Regions from separate parts of the Anas platyrhynchos genome. Here region 2 is linked to region 1. The links are chromatin contacts, called in public Hi-C maps. All regions are on one chromosome and are shown on one strand. Each heading gives the region's core, a stretch centred on a gene start, on an enhancer-like site or on the middle of the called end of the contact. The rest is flanking DNA. Distances are from core to core; before and after follow the strand shown.

Region 1 (4,154 bases), core at 694-3,193:
CCACATCCTCCCACCACTCAGCAGGTCTGGGGCAGATCCTTGCAGGGCAGGAGCCGGGGCTGTGTGTCCTGGGCAAGGAGCCCCCTTCCCGTACCTGCACCTCGGGACCTGGGGAGGCGAAGAGGCTGGGAGCAGCCTCCAGCGATGGAAACGCTGACCCAGCCCCAGGTGCTGTGGGCTGACCGGGCTCTGGTTCGAGCCAGCTGCCTTTGGTCTCCTGGGCCTGGGAAGAACAATTTCTTTGAAGCTTCTGAGAAGAGGCACCAGGCTCAGCCCAGTTACTCTAATCCATGAAATCTGTGTCCACTGGTTTGTTCCCAGAAGTGCTGAGCATTCCCAGCTCCGCCACCGCTGGTGGCACGGGCTCCCCTTGTTGCGGTGCCAGCTTTGACTGGGACGTGCCTGGCCTAATTGTTTCTGGGTTTGGCCAAGTGGGCTTTTCCCTCTCTTCTGGGAAACTGTGCTGGTTTTGTGCCCGTGGTATTTACAGAGTGCTGACAACCCCCTTTCCTTTGCAGTAACAGCCGCCTGCTCAAGGTGCTGGTCCCTGGGGGCTGGCTTTTTCCTTTCAGGGCATTTGATCCTTCATCCCAGGGCCAACTTTGCCTCAGGTTACCCTACGTGAAATCCAACCCTCAGGGCTTTCTGGGGAATTCTCTCAGTCTGTTTTTCGGTGTAAACATCAGCTTTCTTTATCTGGGGTTCTGTGCTGCTATCTGACCTATTTACTTGGAAGCCTGCGAGGAGGGCTGGGGTTGGAAGGGGGCTGGGTTTGTGATCCAAGTGTGAGCCTTTCCCTGTTAATTGTATTAGCATTAATAATTGCGTGCACATTTCTAAACTGTCACGATTGCCACATCCTTTCAAAACACAGGGCAAGACATCAAAAGGGCTATGCCTAGTTAGAGATTGGCAGAGAAGCAAGAAATTAAATTGCCCGATACTTTAAAAGATACGTGGGCTGCTTTGCCCCCATTATATCAAAAGCGACTTAGGAAAAATAAGCCTGGAATTAGACTTTTGGAGCTTGTTAGCCTTCGGGATTTAATTACCAGGAAGCAGGCTGTTTAACAGAGGTGTGAGCTGCCCCGTGCCATCCATGGGCAGGGGCTCGGTGTGGGCAGCTCAGTGGGAGCCTCGCCAGATGGGGCCACACAGGCACAGGTCTTCTGGGGTGAGGTGGGGGAAAGGGGTTCAGAGTGATATTACTCTTTTTTTCTGAGCTGCTTCGTCTTTGTCCGTGGCTAACTCTGTGCTTCAGCTCTCAGCTCAGCTCCCCATGGAGGATGCCTGTGGCTGATGGGCAACACGGTGAGTCTGGGCTTTCTCCTGTCAAATTTTCCAAAGTACTGCTGGCGGCAGGGTAACGCCATCAAGATGAAGCTTTGGAAATGCCTATTTTACAAACATGAAATACATGGACATACGTAAGCACTTCTCCATCGCTGGTTCTGCCTGCTGGATGTATTCACAGAGGTTTGCATTTTCCTGCATTGCCACTTCTGCTGTGGCACCATCAGGCACAGTGAGCCGAATTCATCACCAGCAGGCCTTGTGGGTGGCGTTGTGCAGTTACACAGCTCTGCGTGTCCAGATGCTGGCAAAAGAAGTCAGAGCAAAGGAAACAAAAGTGTTGCATGTAACAGAACTGCAGCTTTTGTTCCTGGAGCGCTTCCCATCCCCGCAGCACTGCAATCAGCCACATCTCACGGCAGTGGCGGCAGGGCCCTCTCCGTCCCAGCTGGAGGCTGTTTCTTCACAGCTCTGCGCTGTGCCACGTAGCCCTCATCTCTCACTTGGGGCTGTCTCCTTTATTCTTTATCCGTGTAAAGCCCGGCAGAGCGGTGCCTGCACAGCTGTTGCAGCACAGCACAGGGAGGAATTACTGGTGCCTGGCCTCCAGCAGAGTGAGCAGCATCGCCTCCAGCAGCACCCAGACAGCGCAGGGCGCAGGAGATGCAGCCAGCAGAGGGAGCAGACCATCGCAGGCTGCCTGCTTGGATCTTCTCGGATGCAGCACCCCGCAAACCGGCCTCTTTCTTCCCTTCTCCCAGCAGCCCGCTAAGTGGGAACGGAGCGACGCGATAAGGGATTGTTTATTATGGAAACACGCCACTTTTCGTAGATTTACAAGCAGCTTTGCGGAGCTCCTGATCGCTCGGTGTTGCTGTTTGTAGCCCGTTGCTCCTCCTGATGCCTTCTTGGTGAGCGGCTGAGCGCGGCAGTAAAAGGCCCTAGCGGGGACGTGATGGGGCCGACGCATCGCAGACAGAAAGCAGCTGCCAGGAGGCATTGCTTCCAGGGGTTTGAGGCGTACCAGCAGGCTGTGTCAGCCGGCAGGTACTGTTTCTCAGCGACTGGCTTTACAGTCAGGCTGTTTTGTGGCTCCTTCAAGGCCCCGTGGTGTAGAGGCTGCACAGATGGTTGTGCTGCATTTCGAGCAAAGTGAAATAACACCGGTTCCTTCCATTCCTCGCCGCCTCACCCCGAGAAATTACCGGCCTCTTTTGGGAGCTACTAGTCAAAATCCCAGCTCTGAACACCTCCAGACTTTCAGCAAAGTTTGAAGCCAGCTCAGGATCTGAATTTCAAGCCTCCTTTTCCTGTGCCAAAACCCCCAGAGCTGAATACCTGGGAACTATGGAGGTGGGGTAACTCACAGACCAAATAACCTCTGAGCTTTTCATTGTCTACCTCTAATGCATCAGCTCTCCCAAAATAATACATCTGGCATGGTTCATACCACAGTCTCTGCTGTAATCACCCCTGAAACCTGGATAGGTTAGAAATCCATATGTGGATCTGTGTCTGGGTGAGTTTGGCAGGCACAAAGCAGTCCCCAAAAAGCATTTTCTTCCTATCAAATCATCTGCCAATTTTAGCAGTCTCGATTTATGCTTTTTAAGGTTATTGAGCTCTTTGCTGAAAAAGTTGCAGGCCATCTTCCATGGCGTTACTATTGAATGGCTTGCAGACCACAGCGTGGCTGGGAGCTGATATCTTTTACACAGGAGATTCCTCTGCCTGCCTTGTTGGTCTCCAGCACTTCCTTAGCTAAAACAAGTGCTTTCAATTACAGAAAAGTAATTGACATGCAAACATCAGTCCTGGTTGGGTTTTGTGCACTGTAGTTTTATGTGGGGGAGGATTCCCCCTCGGTTGCACTTGTACCTGCACCTTTTTCCTGCTGCTGCACCCTCCAGTAGGGAAGAAATCTGCTGTGTGTGTCCGTAACCCTCCCGGTTTCTCTAACAAACCTTTGCTTTTCTTCTTTTCCTTCCTTTTTTTATTTTATTTATTTGCACCTGATACAGAAAATAGATTAAGCCGGCTGGAAGGACACGAGGGCTGTTTTGTGCAGGGAAAACCCGAGGTGGTGAGCAGCTCCTGGAGCTGTTTGGTTGGAGGAGGAGAGCACGGAGTAAGAGCTGCGAGGAGGTTGTTAGATCGCTTAGAGGGACTGGCTGAGCAGAGCGTAAGCTGAGCGTAGCAGTCTGGAAAGAAGATCATCTTTCTGAAAGGCAGAAAGAGGAAAAATAACGGCTCCGTATTCATCCCTTGTGTAATTCTTTTGAAGTCGGTGATTTGCACGAGGATGATTTAACCCCATCAATTTTAATGGGTCCCTGCCGTGTCCCAAGGGTTTCTTTTCGCCGTGCTCCGTTCTGAGATGGAGACAAAGCAGAGCCTCGGTGTCTGGGCTTGAACCCAAGCTCGGTGTCCCCACGGATCTGGCTTGGGTCCATCTGCGTTGTGGCTGACTCCAGTTGGAGAGGGAGAAGGATGCGAGAGGTGATGACGTGTCTGAGCCCCCGTCCTGTGACGGGACGGCCGGGTGCCGCCAGGACTTGGTAGAAGCCATAACCTGCCTGAAAAGCAACCCCTGGTTGGAAAACCAAGGCCAGCAGGGCTACAAGGGCTCACTGGAGTTCACAGCAGCCCTTGTCCTGCTGCGGGTCTGGTGGTCCAGAGTAACACACGGAGAGACGAGGAGATGTGCAGCAGTGTGTGAGGGAAGGGAGCCTTATGTGGAGCAGGAACCAGCGCCAGGCGAGCCCTGGTGGGACTCATTTCCACGTCGTGGCATAGCGCTGACCAGGCAAAGGGAAATGAGCTGCGGGGAGTAGACGGCCTCTAATGAAATGAAGCGCCAC
Region 2 (4,154 bases), core at 474-2,973, 120 kb before region 1:
CTTAATTTGAAGAGCAGTAATTTCCCAAGAAAATGAGATGCAGCTCACTTGGGGGGAAAAAAAGAAAAAAGAAAAAAAAGATTGCATCATGCTTTGTGTTTTCAGAGTTTGAGATTTGAATGCCAGACAGGCTCTACTATTCTTGTCACTCGTATCAAAAGGCATGGATGTTGAAAACCTGAAGTGGGAGAACTGCATGGCAAGCAACTCTTTTAAGAAACTGAGGTTTTGTGAGTACAGAATCTGAGATGGGAGTGTAACAAAGCCTCTGTGTTGTGCTGTTGCACATCAGAGCCAAAAAACCCCTAAGGGGCACATCTCTAGTACCATGTCTTGCAGATTATGCATGCAACTCTAGTTGCCAGTAATGAGTTGTGTGGCTAATCTGTCATGCACAGCACCGAATCACTCCTCTTCCCCCAGGAGTCTGGGCTCAGGGGGCATTTTGCTTCCGCCCAAGGTGCTGAGCACCGTTAGAGCTTCTCATACTTAATGGGACAGGAAAGCATTTGATTGTCGCAAGGGCAGACCTGGCTGCCCAGCCCTGACAAATAGAAAAGCAGAAGCAGGAAGGAAATGTCTTTGAACAGCGACTCGAGACACTCAGAAAAGGTTGTTAGGCTGCATTGTGCTGGATGATATTTGGGGGGGTGGGGGTGGTTACTTATCAACAGTGATATGCCACGAATTAATAAGAAGCATTAAATGCTTAAGCCTTAATGGAGCACAGAAAAGCCTGTCCCTTGTTTTATTTTCTCACTGTTTTTATGATCCAAGTGTTTTCAATTTACAACTCTAATGCTTATTTACAAAAAAATTGCCAGCATGACAAAGTTCTCTTGCAATATAAAAACCCAAGTCATGCTCCAGCTCTGAGACCGTCACACGCACACTCTGTCATGCATCAGCTTTTTCTGTAATTGGAGCGAAATTGAGGTTGCTGGGCTGTGGCTGTATTAGGTCCGTGAGGCTAATCTGGTTACATGTTCAGTCAAATATAAAATAAAATGAAAATCCTTTGCCCCAGCACTCACCTAGCAAATCAGTAGAAAAATGCTTTTCAAATAGCTGTTTTATCTCAGTCTTCAGAAGTCTGAATTTCCTGGGGAGCTCCTGAGGTGGATTTTACTGGAATCATGAATGTCTAAAGGTGAATTATTAACTCAGCTGTTAATATTGACATTAATATACATATTAAAATTGAAGCGATTGTTAGTAGTGATATTCCCATGCAGTGACTTGACTTTGGTAAGAGAGACTTGAAGAAAGAAATACAAAAATCAGGAGATTTAAGATAAAAACACTTAAAGTTAGTAATTTTCCTATAAATTTGCCATGCCTTCGTCTGTGTTTTCATGGTCCCAGTCAGGTACCAGCTCTTCAGCACATGGGCCCAGCCATCCAGCGAGCCTGCTGTGCTTTTCACTGTGTGCTGTTTTTCTCTCCTTGAGCCCCAGCAGCCCAAGCCTGGTTCTCCAGGACAAGGGCCAGGCAGGCAGTGTCAGCTCCATTTTCCCAGCTGCTGCCTAAGAGAGGAGCCGATTTTCCCAAGCCTGCAGCATAATAAGGGGTTTTGGTTATTTTCTGCCAGTCTTGCAATAGCCTGGGATCAGACTCCCACTAGACTGGGTGTTGTACATATTTTAGCAGAACAATCCATGCCCCTAGCAACATACATTTTTTTTTCCTATGTAGATGGATGGATGCAGCAAGCAAACAAGGAGAGCAGAAGGTGACAATGAGAGCAAAATCAGCAGACAACAGGAGAGAAGCCAGATCTGACAAGGGCTGGGCAGGCTTTGCAGCTGGAGAAGCTTGTCTGGAACAGAGGAGAAAGAATTAAATTGCCTTGAACGGAAGAAAGGTGAGAAAGGTGAACAGGGGACCTGATGCTGTGAAAGTACAGGGTAGTCACTAGGGGAGCACAAACCCCAAAGCATCATTAAGGTATCCCTGAAAGTAGTAGCTCCTTCCTTGCAAGAACAGATGAGAATATCCATAAAAAAATACCGACTAGTAAGAATGTCAGGAAGGATGGGGCAAAGTGTTTGGAGAATGATGTATTTTTTTCTTTTTCCCTCGCAATGAAATGTTTTGAAAGCTGATTTTAAACAAACCCTGAGTGTTTTTAATGATGGGGGGAACTTTTATTCTTTTTTTTTGGATAGGATAATAGGAGAAGGGGATGAAGTGTGTAATGTATATTGATAATGGCTCACAGGAAAGAGGCATCTGAGACACAGAAGACTTATCATGCTGGGCATATTTTTATCAATGGGTTATTTGAATATTTACATTGTCGGGGAAGAATTTTCTTTGTTTGCTCTGCACACCAGGGACTTCTTGGCCAGTCTAAACAGTACAGGTTTCTAATGTAAATAATTGCTATACTGCCTTGTGTCATGCATGAGGGTTAGAGGTGGGATGTCCTTCAAAGAGGAGAGAAGGGAGTGCACTGGAAGAAAAAAGTGACAATAGAGGTGGATACTTCTCCTCTCCTATCCCAACACTAAGAGTTGGTCTAGCATATGCTCCATGTCTCAAATGGTACATCAGAAATTTATCTTGTTCTATCAGCTCGCTAGTTTTGGTGGACTGGGTGTAGCAGCTGAGGAGGGAGGAGGAGGCTGGGTCCAAGCATCTTCCTCTCTGCAGGCTGGAAGGAAGGCATTACGCAGCATGTAGCTGTATGATGGTGGCGTTGCTCATGTTTTTCCTTGCTTTTTTAACCTGCTTGTGGAAGCCAGCTATGGACTTCCTCACTTTGAAACATCAGCCTTCAGGCTTAGGTAGCTGCGACTTTGTGATTCCAGAGCGTATCTTATGATCGTTCCTGAAGGGCTAATAACGCAGTACAAAAGTTGTGATTCAGGAAATGCGCCTGTAGAGCATATAGTGAAATCCCACTGAGACTGACCGTTCTGTCACTGTAAATAGGGGACTTTGTTTTGCCAAGAGCTGGGACCTTTCCACACTCCCAGACTTGCAGGTCTGCAGCTGTCAGCAGCGCTTAGGGAGCTTACTGGAAAATCTGTTCAGGCTGCGACTGGAGACGCTACAGTCAGTGGAGGAAACAGAGATCTTAGTGACTTCAGTTCATTCGGTGAATGGCTAATGAAATTCATAAAGCAAGCTGCTGGCTGGGAGATCACATGAAAGCTCCCTTTACTGAGGTAACTGCCTCCAGAGTAATCATATGCAAAGTAATGACACGTTACTGCGTAAGAACACCGTGAAATTTCTAGGGCGAGCTCTTCTTGAAGTATGACCAGGGGAGAGTGAGGGTTGTTTCAGTGTCTATGTATATACAAAGAGATGAAATAGGGTTATCACTCTAAAAAGCCTCTGTGCAACCTCCCTCCACCTTTCATCACAGAGTAGGGGGCCAGGACATCGCCAACCTCCCTCAGCAGCCATAAACCCTGAGCCGTGTGGGCTGAGGGCTGGGCTCAGCCCCTCGTGTTTCTGATGTGACCTTGGCCATATTTTGGACACTTTTAACAACGACGGAGTGCTTTGAGGGGCCGGGCTGAGGCAGCGGGCTGGGGAGAGACGTGTGAGGAGACCCCCGGCGGCAGGCAGCGGGCGGCCGCCATCTCAGGGCAGGCCGCGCCCCCCGCTCCCCACCGCCCCCAGCCCCGGGGCGCGGCGGCTCCCGCTCCCCTCAGGCCCCGGCCCGCCGGGGGCCGCCCTGAGGCGGGGACGGCGGCCGAGCCCTGCCCCTGCCGGGACGGAGGGGAGAGAAGGGGAGAGGAGAAAGGAGCCGCCACGGCGCGGGGCGGAGCCGGGAGTGGGGCATCCTCCTCCTCCTCCTCCTTCTCCCTCCTGCCCGCCGCGGCGGCCGGAGGGTGCAAGGAGCCGGTGGGAGCCCCGGCGGGCCCGGGAGGAGCGGCGCGATGCTGTCCTACAGCGTGCTGGACGCCAACGTGGTGGATGTGGAGAAGCGGAGGAACCCCTCGAAGCACTACGTGAGTGGCACCCCCCTCTAGGGACACCGAGCCGGGGGTGCTGGAGGAGGCTGTGCGCCTTTTCGCCCAGAAAGTTACAGCGAGACCTTTATTTTTGGGGGGTGGAAGGGGGTTTGGGTGGTTATCGAGGCTCCTCGGCGTGTGGGTTCGCTTGTAGCTGGTGTTTGCCTTCCTCCTTTCGCACCT

Evidence for each region. A called contact is a pair of places that touch in the nucleus more often than the background predicts.
Region 2: a Hi-C map of subcutaneous adipose tissue shows a contact between it and region 1, with 4 times the contacts expected there. The contact joins the promoter of SH3PXD2A here to the enhancer-like site in region 1. A contact is called at or near these places in 5 of 8 Hi-C or Micro-C datasets (F1 follicle, liver, skeletal muscle and 1 more).

The regions. Positions count from the first base shown.
Region 1 is chr6:28,808,795-28,812,948 of IASCAAS_PekinDuck_T2T, reverse strand. The region is part of intron 5 of SH3PXD2A (SH3 and PX domains 2A); the gene reads left to right. Among named protein-coding and RNA genes, the nearest start is that of SH3PXD2A, 120 kb to the left of the region's middle. Within about 2 kb of position 1,943, at least 1 of the 8 cell types and tissues checked has an H3K27ac peak or open chromatin away from gene starts, as enhancers often do. A contact at or near this core is called in subcutaneous adipose tissue, where this site is marked.
Region 2 is chr6:28,929,160-28,933,313 of IASCAAS_PekinDuck_T2T, reverse strand. SH3PXD2A (SH3 and PX domains 2A) reads left to right here and starts at 1,723. Exons shown (of 15, transcript XM_072039762.1): 1 at 1,723-1,864.